Regions from separate parts of the Mus musculus genome. Here all the other regions are linked to region 2. The links are chromatin contacts, called in public Hi-C maps. All regions are on one chromosome and are shown on one strand. The core of a region is the stretch at or near the end of the contact, and the rest is flanking DNA. Distances in the headings are between cores, read along the strand shown. Region 1 has its middle 130 kb from the start of 5031426D15Rik. Region 2 has its middle 320 kb from the start of 5031426D15Rik. Region 3 has its middle 150 kb from the start of 5031426D15Rik. Region 4 has its middle 170 kb from the start of 5031426D15Rik.

Region 1 (4,951 bases), core at 1,061-3,560, 190 kb after region 2:
TCAAAATAAAATGCTCTCAAAACTCCACTGGATTAAATTCCACAGATTAATTATTTGTGTTTGGTAGGGAAGAGTTCAAACTTGTTCTTCAAATGTGAAAAAACTCAGAGGAAAAGATGTCTGTCTAAGCAATTAAATATCCGTCCTTAAAGACGCTTTCACTGATTTCCCCTGCTTTAGATGCTTTGTTTACTTGGTGAAAGGGAGAAGAGCGAGGCCGGGGGAGGGGAGGAGGGAGACAAACATGAGAACTCACAGAAGAACATAAACAAATTTTACATAAATTCAAAAACCTAGTCATTTGGAGTGAAGGAAATTAGATTATTTGCTCATTACAGATTTTATTTTTCCTCTTCCTTTTGATTGGAGAGTGGCTGGCTTTCCTAACAGCTTGCCCAGTATTGATGCATTCCAAAGAATTTACTTACTTAAAAAAAAAAAAAAAAAAAAAAAAAAAAACTGTACTCTTCTGGGATTTGCACATGTGAAGCGTGTGTGGTCTCGTCCCCTTCCCATTCCCAGCTACATACAGATAAATCCAAAATGAAAGTTTTAACTATTTACAGTTGTCCTAGTTTAGGGGCTACATGGAGGGGTAGAGGTGATTCGGAGGCTCTCTTGCTGTGGACTCTATAGTCACATATATCCGCAGGCCTCAGACACCTGAGTGCCAGGGTTATACACAGAAACTGCCACGTCTTAATTCTTATTTTACTGAGCCCCTTAGTCTATGTGGATTCTTGAGAACGGGGCAGTAATGACCAGAAATGTTCATGATGTAGCATAGGTGATGTGAACTGTGTATCCAGGGCTGGGGTGTAGATAATGGTAGAACCACTGCCTAGTACAATTACAACATTCTTGACAAAACCGTGTGTGTGTGTGTGTGTGTGTGTGTGTGTGTGTATCTGTCTGTGTCTTGCACCTCTAGTACTCTATGGTGAATCTGTAGCTAAATGTTACATAATATACACCATCTGAACACTGTCTCAAAGTATTTTAATTGCTTCTTATCACAAGTTACAGCTGCCCCCAACACAATGTGATGCCTTAAGTAAGGAGAGATAGGAGCTGAGCTGTACCAGAAGTGGAAACCAAAGCCTGGGGTTCAAATATGGGAGTCCTGAATCACACTGGGGCCCAGACTGGGTGGAACCTTTCAGATTACCTCATATAGGCACACAATGCTTTTTAAGTGGAGGCTGGAGAAATGTCTTTGCTATGAGGTGTGTGTGTGTGTGTGTGTGTGTGTGTGAAATGTTTTTCCTTATCAGCAAGAATATGAAGTGGATAAGTTATGCTAAATGCAGGTAAAAATAACATCAAAATGACTTAATTCATTAAAACCTCTGAAACTAAATATGCTGGACATGGTAAGATTGATAATGTAGCCTTAAAATCCTCAATAAATATGGTTTACCCTCCACTTGAATAATACTTGTGTACCAAGACCAATCCTAAAATCTGTTGCAGCTGGTATTTCATGCCATCCCCATGATATCCCTCTAACAGCACCATGATTATCCCCATGTTGTAGTCAAGGAAAACAATGCAGAGAGTTCACACAAATGCACACTGCTCAGACGCATGCTTGCTAAGGGCCTTCCACAAATGGATAACGATTACAGTAAGCTGGAAAAGGAACATCTAACTATCCGTGTGACCAATAGAAGCGAGACACACCTGAAGAACAAAAGTCGGTTTCTCCATCAGATTTCATTTGGAATCTGGTCCTACTACACAGATAATTCCAGTTATGAAAGTTAAAATAAGATCTTTATATATAAAGCCAGCCAACAAAAACATTTTGCTTTCTTTTCTGGTACTGTTAGTGAGCCACACTTTGAAATGCTATCAATGGTCTGTAATATTTGTGTTTGCTTCTTTATTCTTTTATTTGCCCATCAAATAGCCTTCAAGAGTTTTGTGTTTGCCTCATAGTCTTTATTACATCTTAATTTTATTCCACAACAGTCCCAAAATTTAATTAAAAATTAAAGCATATCTAGACCCTAATATCTTAAGCCAAACCTCATGGGCAAAAACTAAAATCGAACAAACTCCAGTACATTTGAAATCCCCATTGTACTATGCTTAGATGCACATCTCCGATGTCACATGTCCAGAATCTCACATGTCTCTCAGATCATAACTGTGCACCATCTCCAACTGCGGTGTTAACATCAGTAATGTTGAATCCCAACTTTAATAAAAAAGCAAATTGTAAACCCACTTAAAGCAACTGCCTCCTTAAGCAATGTCAGAAATATTTAGTCTGCAATGCTGAGCAGACTGCGAGCAAGCTGTAGCCAAAGGAGGTCAGTGCAGAGATGTGCCAGCACGTCCAAGCTGCCAAAATACATAAGAACATGTGTAGAACAAAGCGTTGTAAGTTGAAGGTTTTAACTCTCATAAAAAGCTAACTCTCCCACATCCACTTACACCTCTTTTTGTTCAAGAAAAAACCAGGGCATGGGCATTGACTGGGGCCACCTAATGGAAATATTTATTCAACAGCGACCTTTCTGTTTGTCTCGGCTCCTTGGACATTCTGTTTTAATAAGCATTTGTGATTTTAATCCACACAGCATCTTACTATTTTCCAAAAATTCTTGGATACTCCTTGAGCTATTTCACAACTAGAAATGGGCGTTCACTTGGAACTTGCTCTAGAAACATCCCCCGGGATTCCTCTGTGTGAGTTGAGCAGCATGTGTTGGAAGACATTACTCTTCTTGTTGTTGTTGTTGTTGTTGCTTAATACATTCTATGCTAATAGTAAAATGCCTGTGCTCCCATCCTTTTCTATAATCATGGCCTAATACTTGTGTGTGTACTTAAGTTACCTGGTACCCTTCTGCATCTCAGGCTATGGACATCACACCCAGGGTCTTGCACATGCTAGGCTAGTATTCTACCCCTGCAGCTACATCCCTAGCACTTGCCTGGCATCTTTCTATGCATACTCTCCATTCTCTGGAGATCTAGAGTGTGGTGTCCTTCTCTCTCAGACAGCATCAGAGCAGAGAGCAGTGAGGACTCCAGGCTGTGAAACCATTTAGTAAGAAGACTTGAGTAAGCCATTCATCTCCTTGGTCAGTTTCCTTACCTGCAAAATTAGAAAATTAGACAAGGGCATCTCTCAGATCCTCAGTTCTGATTACATGATGTTTATAAAACTCTCCAAAGAATCCCTGGGAAGGCTCTTCTTTCAGACATAGATATTTTAAGAATAACAGCAAAGTGACTACTATGTGCCAGGACACATCCTATGACCTCTCTTCTTCAGTAGCACTCAGTGTTATTGGGTCAGTGCCAAAGAGATGCCAGGTAATCTAACTAGATTGAGTTAGCTTCTAATGTGTTAAGATGACCCTTTATTTTGTATTAAAATGAAACAACTTCTACTTTCACTAAATAAATTACATATGATTAAGGATAGGTGGTTCAAAAGAAAAAATTATTGCTGTTCCTAGGCATCTGTTCTTCTAACTCCGGCTGTCCTGGGGGGAGATGATTATTATTTATGTTCATTAGGTTGATGATCTATATCAAAGAACATGGGGGTTGTATGCAGCTCTCCGTGATTCATCCATTGTGGCCACTGTAGACAGCAAACCAACTTATACTCATTTCTAGGGCTCATCTTCTCAAATATGACATTCTATGACTACACTGTCGAGTTGGTCAAATAAAAGTACAGGAGATCTAGATAATTATAATTCTTTAGTGGAAATCTGCATCAAACATTTCCAGAAGCATACCTGAATTAAAACAATGTTGTTTATCTAAAATTCTAACTTAAGCAGACATCCTGTGTTCTTACCCAGTATATTTGACATTCTAAAACTTAATGATAGAATCTCATTCTCTGTGCCTTCAGTCAGTAATTTAACAATGGGTTAACCCACCAGTAAAGTTAGAGACTTTGTGGTTCAGTCACCTTTCAATAGCTCCACCCTCTGGACACCACACTTTTAATCACATAAACCTATGAGGTGAACCCTTCGGGTGTAAACTGTAACACAGTTTATCTGTGACGTCAGTAACTTCTATCCTCCATGTATCCTTGTATCCTAGCTTCTAAAAATGATCTAGAAGAGATTGTTTATGCTATTTCCTCTTTGACATAAAAAAACAAGTTCTTGTTCTTAACAAGTCACCATGGAGCTGAGTTATTCTTGGAATTTATAGTCACTCCTTCTTGAAAACTACTGATGTGTCAGATCTGACATTGGCTCATTTTCCTATGCACAGAGAATGCATGCTTTGTGGCCATCTTAGCTTCATAACAAAGATACAGTGACAGTGCACCTGCCAATCAGGAGTGGCTGTGCACAAGTCATGAGGCTCACTTTCGCTGACACGGATGTCTCTCCACAATAGGACAAGGCACATTGGTTTAAGAAATGAATTTGAAAAAAATGCAGATTAAAACCTCAATTAATATCCTCTCTCACTCATCAGGATGGCTGCTGTCAAAAAACAAATGCAAAAACCTATCAAGTATTGATGCAGACAGGGCAACATTGAGATCCTTTTGTGCTGTTGACAAGAGTATAAAGCAGTGCAGTCGATATGTAAGTGTGTGTGTGTGTGTGTGTGTGTGTGTGTGCATGCCTGTGTGTGTGTGTGCATGCCTGTGTGTGTGTGCATGCATGTGTGTGCATGTGTGCGTGTGTGCATGTGTGTATATATGTGTGTGTGTGTGTGTGTGTGTGTGTGTGCCATAGTTTTCACCTACAGCCTACATGTCATCTTACTATAAGTTACTAATTAAATAGTTGGTTTAGTGTGTTGTTTAGAAAAATGACAAGAAATACTATACTCTCAGCAAGATGCAATTTTAAAAATAATTTTGATCTCTGTGTGCTTTGAATAAAAATGACTCAGAGGCTTAAATATTTGAATGCTTACTCACTAGGGAGTCGAACTCTTTGAAAGGATTAGA
Region 2 (4,607 bases), core at 1,520-4,019:
TCCTCCAGAGAGAACAGAGACAGAGACACTCATCCTCTCTAAACTTCTCTTTATAGACTGAAGAACTTTATGGATTTTATGACATCAGGTCATATGTATAAATTCTTTTTCAGATCTTTAGTAACTACATTTTCTAAAAATGAGCACCTCCATGGTGACAGGATGAGATGCTGTTGAAATGACGAGTTCCCAGAATAGAGGGATGGTAGAAATCAGGCTCACATGTGTTTCAGAATCAACAGTGTGAACTGATCTCAGGCTATGCTGGACACTGTTGTAAATATAATGAAGTTAAATCATTAAAACACACACTAAACAAAGACTTTAAAAAAACACACACATATCCAATTAAAGCAAGCCAGGCACAGGCAGGTTGAGTAGTTTGTCAAAGTTACCACAGTGATTAAGTGGTTAAACTGCCTTTTGAACCTAGGCAATAGACTGCAGATGCCTCACTTTAACCACTATGTGTACCAGGCCCTTGTGTTTCTTAGGGGAAAAAATTAAGAACTCAGACACTCCACCATGTCTTCATCTCTGAAGATAGAACATGTAGGTTAGAGAGACAGGAAGAGGTAGGAGAGGGGAAAACTGTAAAAGAAGTGAGAGAGAACCAAATCACAATGTTTGGCTGGAACTAAAGAAGAAAAACCAGGATGTAGCAGCCTTATCATGAAGGGTGTGGCTAAGTGTATTAGTGTCCACTCACATAACACCATAGTTACTTCTTCATTGACACCAATTCTCTATGCTAGAGAGAGAACATGAAGCTCGGAAAGGATCCTAGACATTACTTTGCCTTTCCCCCTTTCTCTTTTCATCTCTGTGGTAGTGCTTACCCATGCCGAATGTCTCTCATGCCTCAGTGCTGCCCCATTCTCTCCTTCCTAGGATATTTCTGCAAACTATGCTGACTACCAGTCCTCGTTCTTTCCAATCTATTGTCTATAATCCATCTTGAAGGATATTGTGAAAGTATAAACTTGGTACTGCCTGAAACCTAGTGATGACTTCCTAGTGTCCTAGCAGGAACCTCCCATGATGCTCTTTCTCTACCCACTCTTATGTGTCCCTCTGTATTACAATCCCAATATCCCCTGCCTTCCTCTGAGAGAAGTCTTTTTCCTTTTACCTCTGGGTCTTTGTACTAGTTGGACTTTCAGCCTGTGGGGGTTCATACAAAAGTCTATCTGAAGAAATTCTGCTTTTTGTGTGAGTGTCGGAATATAATTCAGGAAACTAATCCCAGCTCATGTCATTGGATTCCACCAAACTTGTTCCTGCAAAGCACCCCAAACAATTCTTATCACAGCTCTAACTTACTTTGATTTAGAGATGGATTCTCCCATGGATTAGGTTGACTTGACACTCCTTGTGTAGGTTAGGATAAACTTGGTCTTCAGCCTTGGTCCCTAAGTGCTAGGATTGCAGACATACACCACCATGTCAAGTCTATCGTGGATTTCATCTGAAAACATCATATCACCATATTAATATCTTGGCGTTGTACTGGCTAGTTTTGTGTCAACTTCACACAGCTGGAGTTATCACAGAGAAGGAGCTTCAGCTGAGGAAATGCCTCCATGAGATCCAACTGTAAGGCATTTTCTCAATTAGTGATCAAGGGGGAAAGGCCCCTTGTGGGTGGTGCCATGGCTGAGCTGGTAGTCTTGTGATCTATAAGAGAGCAGGCTGAGCAAGCCAGGGGAGGCAAGCCAATAAAGAACATCCCTCCATGGCCTCTGCATCAGCTCCTGCTTCCTGACCTGCTTGAGTTCCAGTCCTGACTTCCTTGGTGATGAACAGCAGCATGGAAATGTAAGCCAATATAAACCCTTTCCTCCCCAACTTGCTTCTTGGTCATGATGTTTGTGCAGGAATAGAAACCCTGACTAAGATATGATATGCATGTATCATATATGTATTAGATTTTAAGTTCCTTAAAGGCATAAACTAGGTTTATCAAAAGTTCCCCAAGACATATAGTAGCAACATTATAGTATTTTTAAAATGCTCTGTCAGTTACCAACCATGAGAAAATCATGTGGTCACTAGGTCTTACTTTAAAATGTATAGAAAGAGTACGTGTAGGTCATCCTAGAATGCTCCACTCACTGGAAGTCACTGGGATAACTTGTATCCAAGGATCTGTTATGCTGATTGACCACACTCTCCTTTTTAAAGATTGACATTGTCTTCAGATACAATAGCTTCCCAAGTTTCTCCAGCATTCCATGTTCCCCTTAGTCTTACCAACCTGATACCAAAGGCATCAGAGCTTGAGCCAACTGATTACAGAGTTGTTTGTTTATGTAACTTGCTAATGCAGAGAATGCAGTCACATCTAAATGCTGTGTTCCAGAATCCTTGATAGTAAGAGAACTATTCTGTTGGTTAAAACATTATCCTATAAGTTGGGTACAAGTTGAGGTACCAGTGGCTTCATTGACTTTGAGGCCACGGTTCTTCAAAAAGATGAAAGGCTCACACTACATAGGAAGAAAAGCGATTTGTGGCTGTTGGTGATGATTAGGATAGAAAAGAAGGCTGAAGGAAAGAGACAAAACCACAAGTAAGTAGAAAAGACTTACAGATATCAGACACAAGAATGTAGAGCAAGATTAACAGCTTTGGAAGCAAAGGCTGTGTTTGGCCCACTGCCAAGTTTTGCAAATAAAGTTTTATTGGACTATAGCCATATTAATCTGTTTACATATCATCTGTGGCTGGTTTCACAATCCAAGGGCAAAGTTCAGTAGGTTAACAGAAACCACATGGCCTACAGAATCTACAATAGTTACCATCTGGCTTTATACAGAAGAAAAAAATACTGCTAGGGTGCCGAGAGAAATGACCAGTGGGAAGCACCCTTCCCTCGTTACAGAATCTCAACAGACATTTGCAAAACCTAGAGGTCAATAAGCAACCTCATGTGCAATACAACCATCATGCCTCCTTAATTCTGTGGGAAGACTTTGTTTGTTCATGAAGATTTCATTTGGGGGAGTGTTATATAGAACACTGGAGAAACAGCTGTGCTCCACATCTGGAACAAAGCAACATAACAGAGATCCACATCCAAAGAAGTGGGTCTATGCATCACAAGAGCCTAGTTATCAGCTCAGAATGCACAGAAAACTCCCTTAGAGGAACTTACCAGATAATGGATAAGTGGTACTGTCCCCAACACATCCTTTTCTGATGGTCATTTGCCTATCTTCATTCTTGGTGGTTGAGGGAACCAAGGACCAGCAACAAGAAGTACTCCCCTGAGAGTTGTGGAAAGTCACAATGAAAGCTATAATCTATGTATAAGGGATATCAAAAGCCAATCAAAACAGAAGTACTGCATTTTCAAGCAGAGTTAATATGCCTGCTGATTACATACAGGAGTAAAAAGCAAACAGAAAGATTTGCCAAGGTCTGAATTCTAGTTAAATACAGTCTTGAAGGTATTCGGAGTACAAAAATGAAAAGCAAAATGGTTCAAGGCCTGATTTTATATTTTTATGCATTTTGTCTCGTTTTGTAAGATAAGGTCTCATGTCACCCAGACTCTCCTCAAAGTTAAGTTATTTTGTACCTAAGGGTGGCCTTGAACTTCTGATTCTCTGCCTCCAGAGTGTTAGGATGAACACTACCATACCCAGTCCTGGGAAAGGAACCCAGGCAAGCATAGCACTAACTAAACCACACCCCAACTCTTAATCCACCATTGAAAGCCTTAGAAAATTCCACAGGTTCTTTCTCTTGGCTTGTACCTGGACCCTAGACACTCACTGCCAGTCAGGATAGGAAGGGTCCAGGTACCACTGATACCCTCTAGGTGATTGTGCAGTGCCACCAGCATTCAGCACCACGAGGATGATGCGCCTAACGTTGGGGGCACTTTAAGAAAGAGATCACACAAATGAGTAGTTTGGTTTTGAGATTTACCAGTGTAAACCTTTTCGTGTAACTACAGTAAGGACTCACCTAGAAGAGCAGAGCAGTTTTCAGAGAAAGTCAAGTCGCTGAAATGAGCTGGGGAAATAACTGAGCATTTTAGCCCTTATACGGTTAATAGTGGGATGATGTAGACAGCTGGCAAAGTGTGCTTAAGGACCTGGTTGGGGAAGCTAGCTGAGTGGAGCTTTCTTCATGTCCACAAACAAAAGGACACCTGGATGACATGTTGTCACAAAGGAGGCAGGAGTACAGTCGTACCCTGGTAAAATTTTTGACAGTTTGAAACCTGCCTTCAGAGAATGGCCAGGGAAGTTCTTTTTTGTTTTTATGAGAAAGACACCCTTTAGTCTTTTTTTGTTGGGTTGTTTGTTTGGTTGGTTGGTTTTGTTTTTTTGGTTTTTTGCTGTGTATGATAATTTTTCTTTTTTTTTATTAGATATTTTATTTATTTACATTTCAAATGTTATCCCCTTTCCTAGTTTTCCCTCCAAAAATTCCCTATCCCCTCCCCCTCCCCTCTGCTCCCCAACCCACCCACCTCTGCTTCCTGGCTCTGCCATTCCCCTATACTGGGGCATAAAACCTTCACAGGACCAAGGGCCTCTCCTCCCATTGATGACCGACTAGGCCATCCTCTGCTACATATGCACTTGGAGCCA
Region 3 (4,644 bases), core at 68-2,567, 160 kb after region 2:
GAAAGGAGAGAGAAACATATACATACACAGAGAGAGACATACATGGCATACATCCATACAGAGACATACAAAGAAAGAAAGAAAGAAAGAAAGAAAGGAAGAAAGAAAGAAAGAAAGAAAGAAAGAAAGAAGAGAGAAGAGAGAGAGAGAGAAAAAAAGAAAGAAAGAAAGAAAGAAAGAAAGAAAGAAAGAAAGAAAGAAAGAAAGAAAGGAAGGAAGAAAGAAAGAAAGAAAGAAAAATATACACACGTAGACATAGACATACATATATGCATAGACATACATGTATGCTTGAGAAGAGGAGATGAAAGAGCAAGAGATTTTTATTTTTGAATTCAAAAAAGTAAAACGGTGTCTTGTGCCTGCAATCCCAGCATTCAGAAGGCCGAGATACGAAAGAAAATCAGAGTTCACGAAAGAAAATCAGAGTTCAAGGCCAGCCTGGGCTACAGAGCCAGACTCTGTCTGAAACTGAACAATGCACACAATAATTAATTTCCATGTGAAGGAGTCACTTTATCAAAACTGAGCAAAACAAAACTTAAAATGATACCTCACAGCAATTCACACGGTGATACAGAGGGAAAAAATTAGCTTCTCAAGGTGAACTTAACATTTTACTTCTGAGAATAAGATGTTTCCTGTTCCCTTGTTGTGTTCCAGATAAGCTGACTCAAATCTGAACAAAGCAACGTATTGTTTCTCTGCCATAAGCACACTCATACTTGATGGGAAACTTAAAATCCAATGGCCTAACAATTAGCAGATTGATCCGGTTTGTCCCAAGACTTGGGGAACTGAGGCAAGAGGCTCACAGAGAGTTCAAGGCCAGCCTGTACCACTTAGAGGGACTCTGTCTCAAAAATCCAAAGCAGAACAGAAAACAGATGCATTCAGTATGAGCATTCAGTGTAGCAGAAACAGAACCATGAGGGAAAAGAGAAAAAAGATAAATTTGTCTCAGTTTACAGAATGAATATACATTGCATGTAAGATATTTGAATCTCAAAATTAAAAACAAAAAAATTAGTACATCACAGTTCTGCATCATTTATAAACAAATGATTCCAGTAAGTGGGTGTCCAAGGATACTCTGCACTCCAGCAGCTTGAGAGGAACAGGGAGAGGCCCTGACCTGATCCTGCCTCCAGCCTCACCCTCAAGAAGGTGTTCTCTACCTGTGTGCAGTCATGCTGTAAGAGGGAGGGGGTTGCCAATGCCCAGGTGGGCTTGTAGGCATGACTGCTAAGCACAGTGCCCAGGGATCGAGCCAGTTGCTTCATTTCTTCACGCCCCAGAGCCCTCATTTATAACAGGAAGGGAAAAGTTCTACTGGTCTCATAAACAACCTAACTACGAGGAGGGTGTGTGCCAACACACAAGGAAATCATCCCAGCTCTCTACTTTGAGATAGACTTTTGCTTTATCCAGTTATTGGGTCTGGATGCAAGGTTCTGTTTGAAAGAGAGATTCTACTTCCTGCCTTTAAAAGGTTTTGGAGAGCCCACTGATCAAAAAGACTATTTTTCTTGGCATGTGGGCTGATGGTCTGCAATCTTTGTGCTTGGGAGGCTGAGGCAGGAGAATTGCCTGGACTAGAGGACAGGTATGTGTGGACAAACAGGGTTTCAGTGAGACCCTGTCTAAGAAAAAAACAAAATAAATTATTTTGCAACTTAGAATCATGCTCATCTATTTGTCCTTTGGCCCAAAGCCAGGTCCCTCCTCCTCCCGCCTTTCCTCCCATTAACCCTGAACTCTAAATATTAAGGCCTCATTGCTCTCCCTTCCCCAGCCCTGGATCCCTGTGGTACAGTGGGCTAATGAGATAAGGATGATGTCATTATAATTGCAGAAACTATTTCATGATAATCTTTTGTTTTTCTCTTGCTAACTTTCTAAAGGGAGAAACACTTTATTAATTATCTGAGCGCTGGCAGCCTTTTGGAAGTAAACTCTATATGAAGGCTACTGCTATTAGCCACACTGGATGAAGCACTTGGGGATTAAAAGCGTTATGTAAATGTTTACACATGATTATGACATGGCCCCAGCTTCATACTGGGAGGGCACAAACAGCCCAGATAGAAGCATGAAGTCCCAGAGAGGCGGTGGATTTTTTTTCTCTTACAAGGTATGAAATTGTCTTTTAATTTTAGCATAAAGATAGTCACACTTTTGAAGAGTGTCATTCACAGCCATTAGGATGATATTTATGACTGCGAAAGGAAGCAGCTGGACACTGAGGGTTAACTGACTATTTTAAGAACTGGGGTGGGGAGCACGGAGAAGAGGGACGGAGAGGAGAAATTAAAATGGAGTGACAAGAACGTTTAACAATAAGAGCAGCAGCTCCCAAAAGCAGACTCAGTATGTCTCTCTCTGATGCTGAGATAGATTCATTCTCTCTCTCTCTCTCTCTCTCTCTCTCTCTCTCTCTCTCTCTCTCTCTCTCTCTCTCTCTCTCTGTCTCTCTCTGTCTCTCTCTCTCCCACATCTCTCTCATTTTATTTTGTTTTAATATTTGGTGAGTTCTACCTAACACGTGGGGAAGTGTAATCCCTACCCCACCCCACCACCTGCAGGTTTCAGGAGAAGGCACTTGTGATCGCTCACTGGATCACATCTAGTACTCCTAAGGGATGCCTCTTGCTGGGTAGTGTGACCTAGGAAGTCCTCTTCTCTTGGGTAGTGCTGTGGGGATTCAAACCCAGCACCTCACTTATACTACTCAAGAGCTCAGCAACTCTAGGACTAAGCTTTTTCCAGCCTCTAAACTTCTTTCCAATGAAGAGGCCGCTGTGAGGGTCTCCGTCTGCTCTTGGTGCACAGGAGAATTTGATTCGTCCAAGCTGTTTCTCCATGTATGGTAATGATCTGAAATTTTCTTTTTAAAATTAGAGTAAGAAATAGAGGGAAATTGTTACACAAGAAGGATATTCATGGCTCATGGCTCTAACGAAACCGTTGACAGCCTGAGTGCCTGGACCGGATGATTTCAAGGTTGTCTGCCTCAGGATCCTGTGAGGACAGGTGACAGGGGCAAGCGTTCCTGCCATAGCTGCTGAGAAGCATTAGTAAGAGTGAAAATCCCCCAGAGAAGACCGAGCCCAAGCCCAGGAGGCTGTGCTCAAGAAAATAAGAATTCCATGTACTAAGAAAGAAATCCCTCACCCTGTCAGTACAGAAGGGTTAGCCAGGAACCATGGACACCACAGGAAAACAGTTCTGTGTTTGTTCAAATGCTTGCTTCCACTGTGCATGCATATGTGCGTGCGTGCGTGCGTGCATATGTCTGTGTGTCTATTTCTGTAGGTGTGTGTCTCTGTGTCTCTGTGTGACTGTGACTGTGTCTCTGTGTGTGTCTGTGTGCCGGTTTCTGTGTGTATCTGTGTGATTGTGTGTGTCTGTGTGATTGTGATTGTGTCTGTGTGATTGTGACTGTGTCTCTGTGTCTCTGTGTCTGTTTCTGTGTGACTATGTGACTGTGGCTGTGTGTGGCTGTATGTGTGCTGCCACAGCACTTGTGTGGAGGTCAGAGGACAGCTTGCAAGATTCTCTTCTCTCCTTAGCCATGGGGGTTCCAGAAATCAAAGACTTGGCAAAAAAAGAAAAAAAGGAAAAAAGGGGGGAAAAAGTGCTTTTACCCACTGGGCCATCTCAGGGACCTGATGTTTGATTTTAAATTAAGGAAGGACAGGAAGGGAAAGTTGGTAGACATTCTGACATTTTCACCTCATCTTTAGAGATTGTGCATGTCCCTTTTGTGTTATTTAAATAGAGAAAGAATGCGGGCTTGAGGGGCTAGGGAGAGGGAAATACTGTAGGAAATTGACACCAGAAAACACAGTAAATTCGAGCTTGTTAGCAGTATGGCTCGAGATTATTTTTTAAAAAACAAACCCTAGCAGTAATGCAGTTTGCGCCTCGGAGGGAAGCTCTAAACCTGGTATTGGTGTCCCAGACTGAAGCGGGGAGAGACAGAAAGAAAGCAGCCTCGTCAGTCTTCTGAAGGGAATGTGAAAGGAGATCTCGGAGGCAGGAGAATCCCCCCAAAGGAGGAGAAGGCTACAGCCCGCGGTAATCTGTAAATGATTGCTCCTAAAGTCTGGAAGCTTCAAGCTTGAGCCCTGTTTGTTCCAAAAGAAAGCCGAGGAGGACGGAGTTAATAAAGAGAGATTTAACTGAGAACTCTGGTTGGAATAAAGTGGGCTACAAAAAAGGTCAAATTTGATCAGTTGGAGCAGATTACAGGGGCTTTTGAAGGGTGGTGTGGAGAGCTGGAACCGGTCTGGGAAGTAATAGAGCACACGATTGATTCAGGGGGTGGAGAGAAGCCAGGACAAGCGCTTATCAGTCCTGGAAGGAGGAAGAGCTGAGCTGCTGGGCGCTGCTGCTCCGGCCTGAGCCCAGAGCCACCTCTGCCTGCGTCCCTGTCGCCCTGTCAGGCACCTCTGCTCTCCGGTTTGCCTTCTTTCCGCAGCTCTCAGACAATGGTTTCCCTAATCTCTGACCTGGACTCCCTGAGAGGCTGGAAAGCGTTAAGGTAGGCCTGTTCGCATTCTCTTCCCGCGCTATTTCAATTCAGGGCCAGCTCCTGCCCACCCCCCACCAGCTAAAGAGGGAGAGAGAGAAAAAGAGCTT
Region 4 (5,330 bases), core at 793-3,292, 140 kb after region 2:
ACAGAATTGTGTCTTTACACCTGGTCTTTCTGATAACTTTGGCAACATTATTTTCCTATAGTGCTAGAGACAAAACTCAGGGCTTCATGTTTCCTAGACAGGTACTCTGTTGAGCACCAGGCCTCACCCTGGTAAAAGTTTTGAAGGATTTTCTTTAAGTATTATCCCTGACACTCAATCACCCAGGAAATATTTGTTGAGCATTTACTTTGGACTCTTTTCAGTACTGGAACTACAGCTAAGGTCCCTGAATCCGAGATCTCTGTATTAGCTGAGAAAAAGAAAAGTGTACAATACATACAGACAAATAAATGAATGTACAAATGTACAGAGCAGGAAGACACTACAATGAAGCTAAAATAGGACATGTGTTACCTGTAATAATTTACATGTCTAACTATTGCATGTTACATGTTTGAGATTAAATGCAATCTCAAGCTTACAGTTTGAAAGTGTTACCATTTGAGAATAAAATGTCCTTCCAAGGGTTCATGTGTGTAAACACCTGGTCCCCATACGTTGGCTCTGGCTTAGGAGCCTTTAGGAGGTGAGACCTGGCTAGTAGAGGCCCTTCACTGAGAGCGGGCCTTTGAAGCTGTAGTCAAGCCTGCTCTGGTTTTCCTCTCTGCTTCCTGATGTGTAAAAAGCTGTGCTACAATGTCCTGCCACAGCAGACAGGGACGTTCCCAGCCACTGTACCTTGTCCACCATGAGGAATGGTGTCCCCTCCTCCTTACAGTTACTAGTAAAACGGTGGATGCATACAGCGACAGTGAGTCTGCGTGGCATTGCTTTCTCCAGTTGTTCAGGGATGTGCTCTCAGGTGAATCAATTTCTAAGTTAAGACTTGGAGCATAAGAAGGGAGACTCAGGGAAGGGGCTGCTTCAAAGACCCTGCCATAGGAATGACCCTCTAACGTCTGCAAGATAGAAAGGAGATGCCCATGACCTCAGAGATTGGAGGGAGGAAGCAGGGAGCTATGGAATTCCAGATAGACAAGGGTCAGGATGGGGGGCCTTCTAGGCCATGATGAACTTTATCCTAAAATTATGAGTTTATTCTAAGAAGCACGTCACAGCTGGAGGGTCAAAGAATAACTATAAGAAAGAACAGTTCACAACTGGGCGAAGGATGGTTCTCTGTGTCCCCTTAGCTCTGTGATCAACTGCCATCTGGCTCGTGCTGTCTTTGCTCTTCTGATAATGATCCAGCAAAGGTCAACATGTCCATGGTGAGCTTGGGTCTTCTGTACTCTGTTTTTCCTCAGTGTCGATCAGCCCAGCTGCCTACACTTCTTCTGTGGGTATGCTTTTTCCTTGAGTTCCATATTATTGCCAGTTCAAAGCTCTCTCTTCAGTCTCCTTCATAGGCTTCTCTTTGCTTTCCGTGGTAAGTGCTCTGCAGTAAAATGTTTTTAACCTTCATTTCTTTTTACTTCACATGCAACAAGACCAGGCAAATTACTTCTACACTATAGTACTTCCATATGCTAATGATATGCTAATGATGCTCATCCTGCAGGTTCATCCCAGGTCTCCATCCTAAGCTCTGTGTATATGGCTGTCCCATCTGCCACCTTTACAAAGATGTCTCTGGGTACTACAAATTCAGCAACTGCCAGACTGAGTCCATAAGCATCACTCCAAAGCTGGCCTCTCAGCCTGTGCTCCCTGACTTAAGAAGTGTACCGTATATAGTATGTTGATCAAGCTAGGAACCTAGATCTCACACCTGCCTCTCTCGCTCACTCTGCATTATTCAGGATCTTTCTACCTTCCCAAGTCGTTTTTGCTCAACTGCCTTTCCTCTCTTCCCGACACAACTGCATCAAGATCTTCCCTCACCCCTTACAGGTGACAGTGGCACACTCTTTAACTTGTTTTCTTACCCCAGACCCACTTCTTTGCTGTCCGTGTCTCATCTTACAACTAGGACAATTATTTCTAACATGCTAAACTTTGTTTTCTCCCTGCTTACATTCCTCAGTGGTTAGTTATCGGCCCTAGCCCTCAAAGTGCCAAACATGATCTTGTAGTCCTCCATGATCTGGTTCCGCCTGCCTCTGTTTCGAAACTGATTTCTCGTACCTCTCTGTAATCATACATTCAACCCTAAGGAACTAAAAAACCATTTGATGCTTCCTGCCAGGACTATGTCTCCTTTTTCTCAGAGCTCTTTGCTTATAAGGCATTGGGATCACACATCATTCCTACTTGACAGGTCTATGGCTTTGTTTCCTGTTTAAATTCTACAAAAAACAAGACAAAAGCCTGCCTCATGCAGCTGGTTCAGAGGTTAAGAGTTCTTGCTGCTTTTAAGAGAACCAGAGTTGGATTCTAGCACCCAGGTAGCTTGTGACCACCTGTAACTCCAACACCAGGAAGTTAAAGTCTTTTTCTTACTTCCACACACAGAGGTACACTTTCATATACATAATTAAAAATAAAATAAATCTATTTTTAAAGAAGAATGACTTCCGATAGCACAAGTAGATTCAAGATGGGTGAATTCCACTAATCACTTTCAGAAGGACAACGGAACTACAGATGAATTCAACTGGCCAGAGAGCTGGGGTATTAGTTCCTTGTTTCATTGCCCTGGCAAAATACCTGGCAAGAAGCAATTTAGTAGTGAAAGATATATCAGAGGTCAAGGGAATTCAGTCCATCCTGGCATGCAAAGTACAGAGTGAAAGGCAGCTGGTCACACCATGCCCAGTCAGGAAGCGGAGAACGAGCAGGAAGTAGGGCCAGTTATCAAACCTCATAGTGTGTCACCCATAGTGGCCCAGCTCTACCAGCAAGGCATCGATCGCCTCCTAAACATCCCACAACGCTCCAAAGCACTGCCATCTACCGGAAACCACATGTTCTGAGACATGAGCCTTTGGGGAATAGTTCATATTTAAAACCTAATAGTGAACAAGGAATGTGAGGCCAAGTTCCACTTTCATAGTCTAAGGCAGAATGATGTGATGGCAGATGCCATGATCCTATGGAGGGAAACAATCATCCTAGAGGAACCACATAGGCAAGAGTATAAGGCAATCAGCGCTTTACCCCTTCTGTATCCAAGCAGACACACAGATGAACAGCTGTCTCAAGCACTGGGTAACCCTCCTGCCCACAGATCTTAGTAAACTGTAAGTTCCCAGAGCCTAGCCTAGGAAAAGGAGCAGAGACATGTGTTGTTAGACTTAAGGGAAAATTCTGTGAGACTCTTTGGTGATAGGAGTATAAAGTTATTGAAGTTAAAAGAAAAGGAGTTTTGCACCTGTGAGTTGTGAGCCTCATTTTTATAGCACCCCCACCCCCAAAAAATCATTCCATTTTCTCTAATGAAACTATAAATGCTTTATGGTAATATGTTGCTAGCAGAAGGCTAGTCACAGGTAAACAGTGGAGCAAAAAGGGAAGCCAGCGAGAGGGGTTAGTCAGTATGGTGCTTGCTGCAAATGAGTGACAATCTGAGTTAGTTCCGAGGACCTACATTGTACAAAGGAAAACTGAACATGGTATTGTTTTTCTCTCATCTCAGCACTGAGGACCTAGAGATAGGAGTATCCGGAGTTACCTGCGCAAGCCTATCCAAATCAGTGAGTTTCAGACCCAGCGAGAGGCTGCCTTCGAAAATATAGTAGACAGTGAATGAGGAGGGCACCAAACATGAACCTCTGTATGCACACACAGGTACACACATGTATATACACACATATGTATACACACAAGCACACACACATGTACACACACACAGAGAGATCAGACATACACTAAGTACTTGTTACAATGTATCTGTAAAGAGCCCAGTAGGTAGTGTGCATTTAACCATGAGCCTTCTTCATTCATTCTTGTTCGTGTGTGCATGTGAGTGTGTCTGCATATGTATATGTGAGTATATAGGATGCATATGGAGGTCAAAGGATACCCTGCCAATGTCAGTTGTTTCCTTCCACCACGGGTGCTGTTGGGACTGCAGCAAGCTTGCCAGGCTCTGTGGCAAGCACCTTTCAGTGCTGAGCCATCAGAACAGCCCACCATTCACATCACCTGTGCTCCCCTCAATCCGAATCTTACACTCACACAGCGGAACACCATTCACTTAACTCTTGCCAATGTAGAATATAGCAATGGTTTCAGGAACAAGCGAAAAATCCAGAAGCCAGAAAATTAGAGCTACTTCTGCCCTAATCTCTCTGCCAAGGTCTTTTTCTACACAGTCAATAAAACAACTGCAGCATATGGGTAGTGTACAGCCACAGACACAAATGAGAGTCGTGTATTTCACAGATATAAACCCTGAGTCAAGCCAGGGCCTGATTCGTGAGTCCACCAACTTCTATTTATTTATTTATTTATTTATTTATTTGCATTTTCATTTTTTATTGGATATTTTATTTATTTACATTTCAAGTATTATCCCCTTTCCCAGTTTCTCCCCCGGAAACCCTCTATCCTATCGCCCCCCCTCCTTCTATCCACCCACCTACCCACTCTCACCTCACCACCCTGGCATTCCCCTACTCTGGGGCACCAAGCCTTCACAGGACCAAGGCCATCTGCTACATATGCGGCTGGAGCCATGGGTCCCTCCATGTGTACTCTTTGCTGGTTAATCCCTGGGAGCTCTGGGGGATCTGGTTGGTTGGTATCGCTATTCCTCCTATGGGGCTGCAAACCCCTTCAGCTCCTTTCATCCTTTCTCCAGCTCCTTATTCTGAAGCCACTTTCCTTTCCTTCCCACAAACCTCCCTGCTTCTCCCTCTATGCTTATTCCTTTACCTGTCCTTCCTTCTTCCTGTGTCTTCTCCTTGATTACTGTTGAGGAATATGGGGCCAAACCCTACATACAGGTAACAAACTGGACCATTGTGAGCATACAGCCCAGAGTTCTGATTCTCAGCAGCCTCAACTAGGATAGCTTCCTCCAGACCTCTTCTCTCAAGGTTCGAATTCAAATAGTGTGGAATGAGATCTAGGTATTAGCAATTTTAAAGTGTTTTCCCTAAAAACCCCTAAGGTGTATTTAATATTGAGAATCACTATGTTTTATAATATCTACCTTAATTTGTTTATCTATAAAATGGGCTCATCTGTCTGAAAGCTATTAAAAAAAACTTTTTGAATTAAGGCCCTCACTCAAGCTGAGCATAAGCTCTCCCACAAAATCAGCACTATTCTGAGAAAGATTTTTAATGTCCTATATCAGGAAGTACCTGTCAATGACCTGTGTCACTGGAGGAAGACTTGTTAAAGACTGAGAGTTAAACTGGACAGGGATGAGGTTAAAGGTAAGATGGAAAAGGATGGAAATGGGTAGATATAATAACTTT

What was found. Hi-C and Micro-C count contacts between places; a contact is called where the count stands out from the background.
Region 1: a Hi-C map of uterus shows a contact between it and region 2, with 2.5 times the contacts expected there. The contact joins two enhancer-like sites. A contact is called at or near these places in 3 of 484 Hi-C or Micro-C datasets (tail fibroblasts and uterus) and 1 of 115 datasets of contacts at active chromatin or transcription factors (heart atrium).
Region 3: a Hi-C map of uterus shows a contact between it and region 2. The contact joins two enhancer-like sites. A contact is called at or near these places in 4 of 39 promoter capture datasets (the 3T3-L1 cell line, 3T3-L1-derived adipocytes and hippocampal neurons), 7 of 484 Hi-C or Micro-C datasets (the HL-1 cell line, cerebral cortex, cortical neurons and 3 more) and 2 of 115 datasets of contacts at active chromatin or transcription factors (heart atrium and vascular smooth muscle cells).
Region 4: a contact with region 2 is called in a Hi-C map of uterus, with 2.5 times the contacts expected there. The contact joins two enhancer-like sites. A contact is called at or near these places in 4 of 484 Hi-C or Micro-C datasets (the HL-1 cell line, tail fibroblasts and uterus).

What each region holds. Positions count from the first base shown.
Region 1 is chr2:7,058,385-7,063,335 of GRCm38.p6, reverse strand. It overlaps a transcript of Celf2 not described here. Among named protein-coding and RNA genes, the nearest start is that of 5031426D15Rik, 130 kb to the right of the region's middle. Within about 2 kb of position 2,310, at least 25 of the 459 cell types and tissues checked have an H3K27ac peak or open chromatin away from gene starts, as enhancers often do. A contact at or near this core is called in uterus, where this site is marked.
Region 2 is chr2:7,244,518-7,249,124 of GRCm38.p6, reverse strand. It overlaps a transcript of Celf2 not described here. Among named protein-coding and RNA genes, the nearest start is that of 5031426D15Rik, 320 kb to the right of the region's middle. Within about 2 kb of position 2,769, at least 20 of the 459 cell types and tissues checked have an H3K27ac peak or open chromatin away from gene starts, as enhancers often do. A contact at or near this core is called in uterus, where this site is marked.
Region 3 is chr2:7,081,009-7,085,652 of GRCm38.p6, reverse strand. It overlaps a transcript of Celf2 not described here. Among named protein-coding and RNA genes, the nearest start is that of 5031426D15Rik, 150 kb to the right of the region's middle. Within about 2 kb of position 1,317, at least 5 of the 459 cell types and tissues checked have an H3K27ac peak or open chromatin away from gene starts, as enhancers often do. A contact at or near this core is called in uterus, where this site is marked.
Region 4 is chr2:7,098,298-7,103,627 of GRCm38.p6, reverse strand. It overlaps a transcript of Celf2 not described here. Among named protein-coding and RNA genes, the nearest start is that of 5031426D15Rik, 170 kb to the right of the region's middle. Within about 2 kb of position 2,042, at least 3 of the 459 cell types and tissues checked have an H3K27ac peak or open chromatin away from gene starts, as enhancers often do. A contact at or near this core is called in uterus, where this site is marked.